2 separate regions of the Canis lupus genome follow, and region 1 is linked to region 2. A link is a contact called in public Hi-C data. All regions are on one chromosome and are shown on one strand. The core of a region is the stretch at or near the end of the contact, and the rest is flanking DNA. Distances in the headings are between cores, read along the strand shown. Region 1 holds the start of MEAK7 (MTOR-associated protein MEAK7). Region 2 overlaps USP10 (ubiquitin carboxyl-terminal hydrolase 10).

The links. Hi-C and Micro-C count contacts between places; a contact is called where the count stands out from the background.
Region 1: a contact with region 2 is called in a Hi-C map of blood, with 5 times the contacts expected there. The contact joins the promoter of MEAK7 here to the enhancer-like site in region 2. A contact is called at or near these places in 4 of 9 Hi-C or Micro-C datasets (amygdala, blood and liver).

The regions. Positions count from the first base shown.
Region 1 is chr5:68,453,524-68,458,719 of UU_Cfam_GSD_1.0, reverse strand. MEAK7 (MTOR-associated protein MEAK7) reads right to left here and starts at 1,978. Exons shown (of 10, transcript XM_038538141.1): 1 at 1,865-1,978. The coding sequence starts at 1,950. LOC102152359 (a long non-coding RNA gene) reads right to left here. Exons shown (of 3, transcript XR_005358931.1): 3 at 3,608-3,781.
Region 2 is chr5:68,278,674-68,283,361 of UU_Cfam_GSD_1.0, reverse strand. All of the region lies in intron 1 of USP10 (ubiquitin carboxyl-terminal hydrolase 10), which reads left to right. Among named protein-coding and RNA genes, the nearest start is that of USP10, 26 kb to the left of the region's middle. Within about 2 kb of position 2,826, at least 1 of the 20 cell types and tissues checked has an H3K27ac peak or open chromatin away from gene starts, as enhancers often do. A contact at or near this core is called in blood, where this site is marked.

The DNA of each region.
Region 1 (5,196 bases), core at 729-3,228, 180 kb before region 2:
ATCTCTGTTCTTGGGGTCTGCAGAGCGCTGCAGAGGGGACATAGCTGCAAACAGGCACAAGGACAGCCCCACATCATTTGCAAGAGCCCGGCAGGGCAGGATGAAGGATGGCAATGGTGCCAGGTGTGTGTGTGTGTGTGTGTGTGTGTCTCCACCACCACCACCATTCGAGCCTCCATCACTGGGATCCTGCCAGAAATCCCTCTAATCAACTCTGGGGAAGAAATGAAGGCCTTGGCTGCATCCCTACTCTTCCCTAAATACAACTTCCTGAACTCTCCGTCCCAGGCTACCATCCCAGGTGTACCTCCCTACGTAGGACAGCTTGTTTTCTTGGCAAGCTGTGCACAAAACATCCCGACGCTGGCCTCAGCCTTCTGGAGGTTACGTATACCAAGTTCTTCTTCAGGAGGCCACACCCCAATGCGACTTTAAGATTGCTTATGCCAGTGGTTCTCAACTGGGGGTCATTTTGTCCCACCAGGGCACATCTGGCAGGGAAAGCTGTGACGCTGGCAACTAGTGGGCAGAAAGCGGGAGTGCTGAATATCCTACACTGCAGAGGATAGCCCCTTCCCCAACAAATTACCTGGCCCCAAACGTTAGTAGGGCTGAAGGCGACAAATTGGGTTTCCTGGGATGTGTGGCAGTGGGGCAGAGCTCAAGGGCCGGTGGCACCGAAGCGCACAGATAATCCTCAATGCTTGCTTCTCGGCACAGGGGCGCTGGGCTCTGAGGTTACGGCGTGAGCAAAGATGCGCAGACCCGAGTTCGCTAAGCCTTTTCCAACTTCAGGACAATGAAGCAGAAGAGATTAAGTCGGGTTAATTAGGTCATTTAATTCTGCTTTCTGGGGTCGGTCCCGGGTTGGAGACAGACGCAAGCAAGGCAAGTCTGAATCCCTGCCCAGGAAGGAGGGAAGCAAGGAGGCCCCTCGGGCTGGGGCAGAGCCAGGGGCGGTCCTGCTGCAGAGCGCGGCTGCGGTTCTGGCTGGCGTCCTGGGACAGCTCCGTGCTCAGGGCCTGCCGACCTCGGGGTGCCCTCCCCTCCAACCAGCCGACACCCAACTCCATCCTGCCAGGGGCCGCTGTCGTGGCAGCACCTGGCCCTCAGCGCCCCCTTTCTGGGGAGAGTCCAGCCCCCTCATCTGGACGTTGGGACGTCAAGCCCTGTTGACCCTGTTGACATCCCGGCACCAGAAACCCCTCAGCCAAGGGTCCCTCGGGCGTGGGCCGCCTTCAGGTTGTACAGTCCCCGCTCGCTGCAAGGTGCTGGACTGTCCTGCTCCTGCCCTGGGCCGGCGTCCCCGCCTCCAGGGAGCCCACCGGCTCGTCCGCAGGGGCGCGAGCCCTGGACGGCTTTCTAGGGCTCTCCCCGAGGCGCCGAGTTTAGCCACCTGCTCCGCTTTCCTGGGCAAGGCCTGCCGCGCAGTCAATACGAGACGCCCCCAACACAGGCCGGCGCACCCCCCCCCCCCGCCCGCCCCCGCGGGGGCGCCGCAGCTCTTCCCGGGTCTGCAGCCCTCGCTGCTCTGCTCTTCCCCGGGGCGGGGCGGGGCGGGGCGGGGCGGGGCGGCCGCCACCTGGGGACCCTCTGGCCTCGACCGCGCGAAAGGCAGGGACGCGGGCCGAGTCTGCGGACGCCTCCGTCCCTCGCAACCGCCTTCCCCCCAGAGTCCCACGTCGCCCGCCCTGGGGCCCAGAGGAGGGGCAGGGCCCAGGCCCCCTCGGCCACCGCGCCCACCCCGCCTTCCCCGCTCGGATGCTACCTCTGGGCCGCCGGGCCTGCTCAGCTCACCGCAGCCCCAGGCCGCAGCACCCAGGCCCCAGCACCCAGGGCCCGGCACCCGGCACCCAGCACCCACCGGAACCCGCCTGTCCGGATGCCGGCGTGGATTTTCCCGGAGCAGCCCGCCCCCGATGCCAGGTGACGGCACTGACGGGCAGCCATCTGCCCCAATAGCGGACGCAGAAGCTGAGGGGGCCGAGCCCTAGACGCCGGCGGGGCGGGGCGGGGCGGGAACGGGGCGGGAATGGGGCGGGGCCAGCGGGCGTGGGCGGGGGCGTGGGCGGGAACGGGGCGGGGCCAGCAGGAGGGGCGGGGCGGGGGCGGGAACGGGGCGGGGCCACAGGCGGGGCGTGGGCAGGAACGGGGGCGGGGCCCGCGGGCCGGCCTGGCTGTCCGGGACGGGGCGTGGGCGGGAGCGGGGCTAGCAGGCGGGGAGGGACGGGGGCGGGGCCACCTGCGGGGCGGGGCGGGAACGGGGCGGGGCCCGCAGCAACACCTGGGCGGGGCGGGACGCCGGCGGGAGCAGCTGGGGCAGCGCTGGAAGCCGGGCTGGGATGGAGAGAAGCTGCAGGTTCGGGCCGGGCCAGCGGGGAGCACCTGGAGAGGGAGGGGGAGTCCGAGCGGGGGTCGAGAGCCGGCCCCGTGGAGGCAGTGAGGGAAGAGGCGGGTAAGCCGCTGTGGGACGCTCCTGCGGAGCCGGACCCAGGCAGCCTGCTACCTCCGGTTTGGGGCAGAAGCCCCTTCCACCTGGAGAAGATGCAGCCTCCTACCCTGGAGTTTGTGCTCCTGCCCCTGCCCACCACCTCCCCCACCTGCCCCAGGGAACCAGGTCCTCTGCCTGCATTCTCGGAGTCTTCCTTCCCAGCAGCATTTAAACGTGCCCGTGTCTGTTCCAGCCTCGATCGCGGACTCTCCCTGACCCCCACCCCCTTCAATCCCAAATGTTTCCAGACTGTTGACCCACTTGTTCATTAGTTCCCCCAACCCCTGAAACCTAGTCCCAGGCACCTAAGTCCAGCTGGCACTTTCAGCCTCCTGTGCAGGTTCACAGCGGGCATCGGCCTCCATCGACCTCCTTATTAAAACCCTGCTTTCTGGGCTTCGCGGTCACCAGTCCTTGGCTTCTCTCCTCCCCTCTCCCAGGTGGTTTTCACCCAGGCTCTGCTGGCCTTCCTCCCGCTGCTCTCCCAGGGCCACGCATGCCTCCCTGAGAGAACAGCCTTCCTGTGAGTTGTATTCCACCTGTCCACTGTGCTGACCCCCCAAACCTGCGCTCCCCGCTGGGCCTCTGGCCTGCACTTTGACCCCATGTTTGCTTATCCAGCATCTCTGCACGGCTGCACCTGAAATTCACCCCAGCAGAAACCAAACAGCCTCTTCCCTCCAAAACTGCTCCTCTTAGTTCCTGCCTTAGTGCACGTCAGCACCTCCCTTGCCTCCTCTTCCCTCTGTCCCCAGGTTCTGTTTTACTTCCAAGACAGCTTCTGCATCCACCCCTTCCCTCCAAGCCCTGGAGTCCCCTCTCAGGCCAGACATCAGTAACAGCCTCCTTCCCAGCCTCTTTGCCTCCTCCAGCCCATCCCTTCCCCCTCTCCTCCCACTGGAGCCAATGGAGCACTTAATGTACAAATACCCCTCCTGCCCCTAGACTGAGAGTGGGTATTCCGGGATCCGCTGGCCCATTCATCAGGCCCCAGGAACAGACACAGAGAAAGCCAGCTGAAAGTTTTTACTCTTCCTTTTTTTTTTTTTAATTTTTATTTATTTATTTATGATAGACACACAGTGAGAGAGAGAGAGAGGCAGAGACACAGGCAGAGGGTGAAGCAGGCTCCACGCACCGGGAGCCCGACGTGGGGGTTCGATCCCGGGTCTCCAGGATCGCGCCCTGGGCCAAAGGCAGGCGCCAAACCGCCGCGCCACCCAGGGATCCCGTTTTTACTCTTCCTAAAGTTCACAGGAAATGTTCTTTCTCAGGGACACATGGCTGCACCTGTAAAGTATCACAATAATCCCTTTGAGTAATGAATGTTTTACTCAAAAACAACTTTAAACTCCAAAATCATAGATTAGCAACAACTTTGCTGTTTGAAATTCCATCATTTAAGAATGAAACATCCTGCTCCCGCCTAGAGAATTTAAGCCACCTTTGCCAGAGAAGAGCCTGGATTTCCAACCCGTGTGCAGAGCTCCAGAATAGCTCTGTGGTTCCCAAGGGAATGGGAGCTGGTCCACTTTGCAGCCCTGACCTGATCCTGGTTTCAGGCAGGCCCACATGGCCCTGCTTTGCACCAAGCCTGTGGAAAAACTGCTTCTCTCACAATTCACCCAAACCCCACCTTCCACAAAATCCTATGAAAGCTCACTCTTTACCTTTGTCAGGTGAGCTGCTCAGGGTTCCTGGTGCAGTGCATAAACGAATCTGCTTTGCCAGACTAGGTGGTCTTAGGCTGGTGGGACCTAAGGTCCAAAAGGACAAGGGCAGTGCCTGTCTCTCCAGTTTATAGAGGCACAATGAACAGCTCCTACATGCCAGGCAGTGGGACACAGCAGTGAGCGACAGGCTCTCAGCATCCCCTGCTTCATCATCACCTGCACTTGCTGAATGAATGGGAGGTGGGGGATGAGGATTACACTGAAGGGAGGGGCTGGCGGGGGGGGGGGGGGGGGGGGGTCTGTATCAGAGAGGTTTGGGACCCGTCAAGGAGAAAAAAACACACATTGAGAGGCAATCATGGGGAAACAGATGGGAGAGAAAGAAATCTACAGGAATGTCTAGGCTTAAAAAGAACCCAAAGGCCATCTGAACATTTCCCTATCTTGAGTCAAAGGTCTGTCGCCTTTCCAAACTCTTTCTGCCAACCCTTAACTCCACCCTCCCTACCAGTCAGATGCTTCCTGGCCATGTTTCAACTCTAAACCCAGACATGGGCTTTCCTTCCCCCCACTGGCCATGCCTGAGGGCTGCACCTGGCTGATGACACGCTGTAAGGCATGGTTCCTTGTGGCAAAATTGGTCTGAGCACCAAGGCCTATTGAGTGCCAGGAGAAGCAAATCCATGAGAGTCCAATGTCCCAAAGCCCAACCAACCCAATGTCATGCAGACCAATGACACCAGTGAACAATCCCAGCTCTCCAGCTCATCCAAGTTAGGTTTCTGCCCTCTGCAGCCAAGATGGTGGAGAGATTGGGTCCCCCTGTACTTATGCACCCATGCTGGCTCGGGTGGATAAAATGCAGACTGACATTGTTGGTTTGATAGCATTCCAATCTCTATAGCCAGGGACTCTCCCTGCACCTAGGACAGTGCCACCACCCCCTGCCCTGGCTGTGGCTGCGGGAAACCACTGGGTAGTATCCACGGTGGCTGCACTGCCCACAGTCAGCCTGCTTTCCCTCACCACGAG
Region 2 (4,688 bases), core at 1,577-4,076:
GCAGCCAAGGTGATTTGTCAGCACTGACATGTGGGAAGTTCCCTGATGTGGAAGATGGAGAGGCTCTCATTCTTTATCCCTAGAATTTACATTTGTGATAGGGTTTTCCCTTTATCTTCCTCTTCCTTTTGGTTCAAGAAAGCTTTTTTTGAGCACCTGCTATTATGCCAAGTACTGCATTAACTGCTGGCGATACAAAGATGAATTTAACTTGGTTTTGTTCTTTTAAAAAAGACCTTTATGGGGGCATAATATATGTGCACTGAATTTCACCCTTTTAAAGTATATATGATGAATCTTGACAAATGCACACATTTGTGTAATCACCTCCATAGGTAATATACCTTTCAGCCCTTCCTGTGGTTCTCAGAACATCCCCATATGTCTCCTGCAGCCTGTCCTCTTATTCACCCTTGGCCCCAGCAAAAGTAGAGCTACTATTAATTTTTTGTTTATTGGAGTTCTGCGTGTTTTCCCTTATCTTTTTTTCCCCCTTTCTTCCCTCCCGCTCTCTCACCAAACCTTCCTTCCTAGATTAGCACATAGGTGATTGTAATGAATATTAAAGTAGGTGGAATCTTGAACTTCCTCTAGAGCTATCCCAGATTATATGCACTAAATTTATTCCCTAATAATTTATCATCTCTTTTCCATGTGATAAAAGTTCTAGATAGCACGTTAGTGTATAGTGAGGACTCTTTGATCTTGCTGTTTAGTATTAGTTGAGAGCAAAGCAAGTTAAAATTTAACTGCCTTTGTGGAAGTTAACTAATTCCACAATGTAGATGCAGAACTGAAAAGTTGGTAAAAAATGGATTTCTATTAGATGAATCATGTTTTCTAATTTGGAAATGCATTTGGTGGGGACAGGTTTTAGCTGAGAATCTCCATTACAGCACTTCGTATACAGCCAGTCTGTTACAGATCCTGCTTAGGAAGGTGAGAGGCAATCTTCTGATAGAACTTTAGTAGTCACATAAAATACACAAAACTAGACAGCACACCGCACTGTTCTGATGGTTGAATTGTAAGAAGAGGGTTATGCCTTTGGGAGTGGCTTTGTAACACAGTTTGTCCATTCTGTCCCCTTCTCAGGACCTCTCTGCCCCAAGAAAGTAAAACAGAGTTCTGCTCCAACCCAGTCCATTGAGGAGCAGGCCTTCCTCTGCCTCCGTCTTTGCTTTGCCCTTTGTAAAACTCACTGCAGCTTGCACTCCACTCATGCTGTGACAAAACTGTAAATGTGGTGTCCTGAACCCAGTGTCTGTTTTATTTAGTTTATTCTTATAATCTAGCACAACTCAGTGTGGATAGTTGGTGCTCAGTACATATGGTTAAATCAATGCAGTTCCTGCTGTGCATCAACTGCCTGTACAGTGTTATCGCCACATGTCCCCAAACCACCTACAGCACTTTGTAGAGTTGAAAGTGTGCTGTGAACTTTCAGTAGATGTCACTTAGTATTCATCAAGTAGCAGGCATGATCAATAAAGTTTAGTAAAGGGGTGCCTGGGTGGCTCAGTCGGTTAAGCATCTGCCTTCAATTCAGGTCATGATCCCCACGTCCTGGGATTGAGCCTCCTGTCAGGCTCCCTGCTCAGTGGGGAGTCTTTTTGCTCTGCTCCTTGCCCCACCCATTTTTTCTCTCTCTCTCTCAAAAAATCTTAAGAAAAAAGTATAGTGAAGAAATTAGACTTCTTATGCAAGCACTTTTCTTCTTTTACTTTGTTGAGATAAAATTTACATATTTAGAATTCACCTATTTGATAAGAGTACATTTCATTGATTTTTAGTGTGGTCACAGAGTTATACAACCATCACCAAGTCAATTTTAGAACATTTCGTCACTCTAAAAAGAACCCCTAGGTCCAATAGCTGTGATTTCCCATTTCCCCTTTCCCTGAACCCCTAACAACTACAATCTACTTTACACCTCTAGAGATTTGCCTCTTCCAGATATTTCACATGAATGGATGCTACAACTTGTGGCCCTTCGTTCTTTTACTCAGCATGATGTTTTCAGGCTTCATCCATGTGTAGCATGGATTTACCTGAGGATGTTTCCAGACCCTTGTTTTTTTTGTCCTTATTAGATCCAGGATCTACTTTTGGAGCCAGGGAGAGCTCTGGGGGTTTCTAGTTCAGCACACCCTCATGTTAAAGATAAACTTAAGGCTCACTTCACCGTCGGAACAGTTTGTTAGTCTTTCCTGTTTCATCATCTCTCCCAAATTCATCTTTCTTGGGTTGGGAAATGAGGGAGGAGGAGGCTTTGCGCCTCTTAGCCTCTTGTTTGCGGTGCCTGCTTCTGTCCCTGCGAGGCTCAGCTGGTGCCTGGGCGCAGGAGATGCTTCTGGGAGCTGGGCTCCAGTTGCCAGCCTCATCGCCGGCCTCAGGAGACTGAGGGGGTCCGTGGGTGTGCAGCCACACGTTCACTGCACTGCCTTTATCTGAAATTTTTCCTCTGAGGCCGATCTCCTATTTCCATGAGTCCCTTTGAAGGCAGAGAATATGCTTCGGTGGCACCCTACATACGTCTTTGTGCTTTTAGAGATGAGGTTTTGAAAGTTGGACTGGAGGCATGACATGCTGTGTTCCCGCGCCCCCTAGTGCTGCACTGGAGTGCTGGTGCCCTGTTTCTCCTGGCTGCCGCTTCTGGAGATCTGTGCACAGCCAGCTGTAGGTGGGGCGGCGGTGGGGCCTTCCTTGCCCTGACATTGCACCTTTGCTTTTCCTGTAGCGTGAACATGGTGTTTCCAGGTTTGCCCAACCCTTTCCCCAGGGTTTACGGAGCAAGACCCTCTAAGGGCCATGGCTTTGGGTCTCCAAACGATGAGACCCAGAGTAGCCACATCCTGGTGCTGCACTTCAGTGAGGTGTCTTGTGTTCATCCTGTGTTGTGGGCTTGCCCCCTTTTCTTGCAGCACTTCTATTTTTGTCATATCGTCTCTGAAAGGATAAAAAAATAATCAGACATGTGAACACTAGGAGTTCTGAAAGCCTGAGCTGGGGTTAGTTGGAAATAAGGGGAAGTCAGCTGTGTCCCTGGTAGTGGGCAAGAGTCTCTACACCTCACAGGCTTGTCTCTGTAAGACGGGAATGGAGAGGCTAAAAGCCCTTGGGGCGTGCCCTCTGACCACATGCCTTTCCTCTGGGCATGATGGCAGCTGGGAAGGGAGCATCCCATTTTGCTTTCTTGTTCCTTATGACTCCATTATTCATCCAACTCTGGTGGGGTTTGCTTAAAACCTAGAGGGAGGGATCCCTGGGTGGCGCAGCGGTTTAGCGCCTGCCTTTGGCCCAGGGCGTGATCCTGGAGACCCGGGATCGAATCCCACATCGGGCTCCCGGTGCATGGAGCCTGCTTCTCCCTCTGCCTATGTCTCTGCCTCTCTCTCTGTGTGATTATCATAAATAAATAAAAATGAAAAAAAAAAAGAAAAAAAAAAAAACCTAGAGGGAGTTTCCAGTTTTGCCTTATAGTATTTGTGATAGCTATTAGAAGAGTGAAATTCTAAATGACAATATAAATGTTTTTGTAAAAAAAATAAAAAAAATAAAAAAAAATAAATGTTTTTGTAATGCATTTGGGCCGAAAGAGGGCCTTCAGGCATCTTCTTATGTTTTATCCTCACCAAACCTGTGAATTGAGCATCTATGCTGGGCCCTGCACTGGGCTTTGGAAATGCAAGAAATAATGCACTTGTTCCTACTGTTTCTTCTCCCACGCAGACTCAGTTGCCCTGTTTTATCTTTTTTTTTTTTTTTTTGCTCTAATAGGACAAAACTAATTCATGCAGTCTGTGACATTTTCTTCCCCACTAAATTATAAATAATGTGAAATCAGGCAGAATCATTTTTATCTTTTTTAACCCAGGCTCCTATAATATTTTTTCCCTAAAAAAGACTTTACATTTTTTAAAAACAATTTATTTATTCATGAGAGACACAGAGAGACAGAGACACAGGCCGAGGGAGAAGCAGGCTCCATGCAGAGAGCCTGATGTGGGACTCGATCCTGGGATCCTGGGATCACGCCCTGAGCCGAAGGCAGATGCTCAACCAATGAGCCACCCAGGCATCCCAAGCCACTCAGGCATTCCCCTCTGGAGGATTATTAATACATGTAAAGTCTTGGGATGCCTGGGTGGCTCAGTGGTTGAGTGCCTGTCTGCCTTCGGCTCAGGTCGTGATCCTGGGATCCTAGGATCGAGTCCCGCATCAGGCTCCTCACAGGGAGCCTTGCTTCTCCCTCTGCCTGTGTCTCTCCCTCTCTCATGAATAAATAAATAAACAATTAAAAAAAAAAAAAACCTCCAGAGGAAGGAGAATGTCTTATACTCGGAAATAGTTTCAGATTTACAGAAGTTGCAAAACTAAAAGTAGTATGAAGAACCCCCCTCATTTACTCCTTTACCCAGATTGACCAGTTAAGATTTAACGCCCTTTGCTCCATCGTTGGCATGTGCTTGAGTTCTCTCTTCACATACACACATACTCCCAAACTCATGCACACATGCAGACACACACTTTTCCCTCTACCCTCAGATTTGAGAGATTATGCACCATGATCTTTTACCCCCATATGCTTGAATGTGTTTCCTAAGAATAGGAATATTCTCTTACGTAACCAGTAAGATAGTTTACTGCTTTCATAAGTCTACACTGGTGCAATACTTTTTATAACC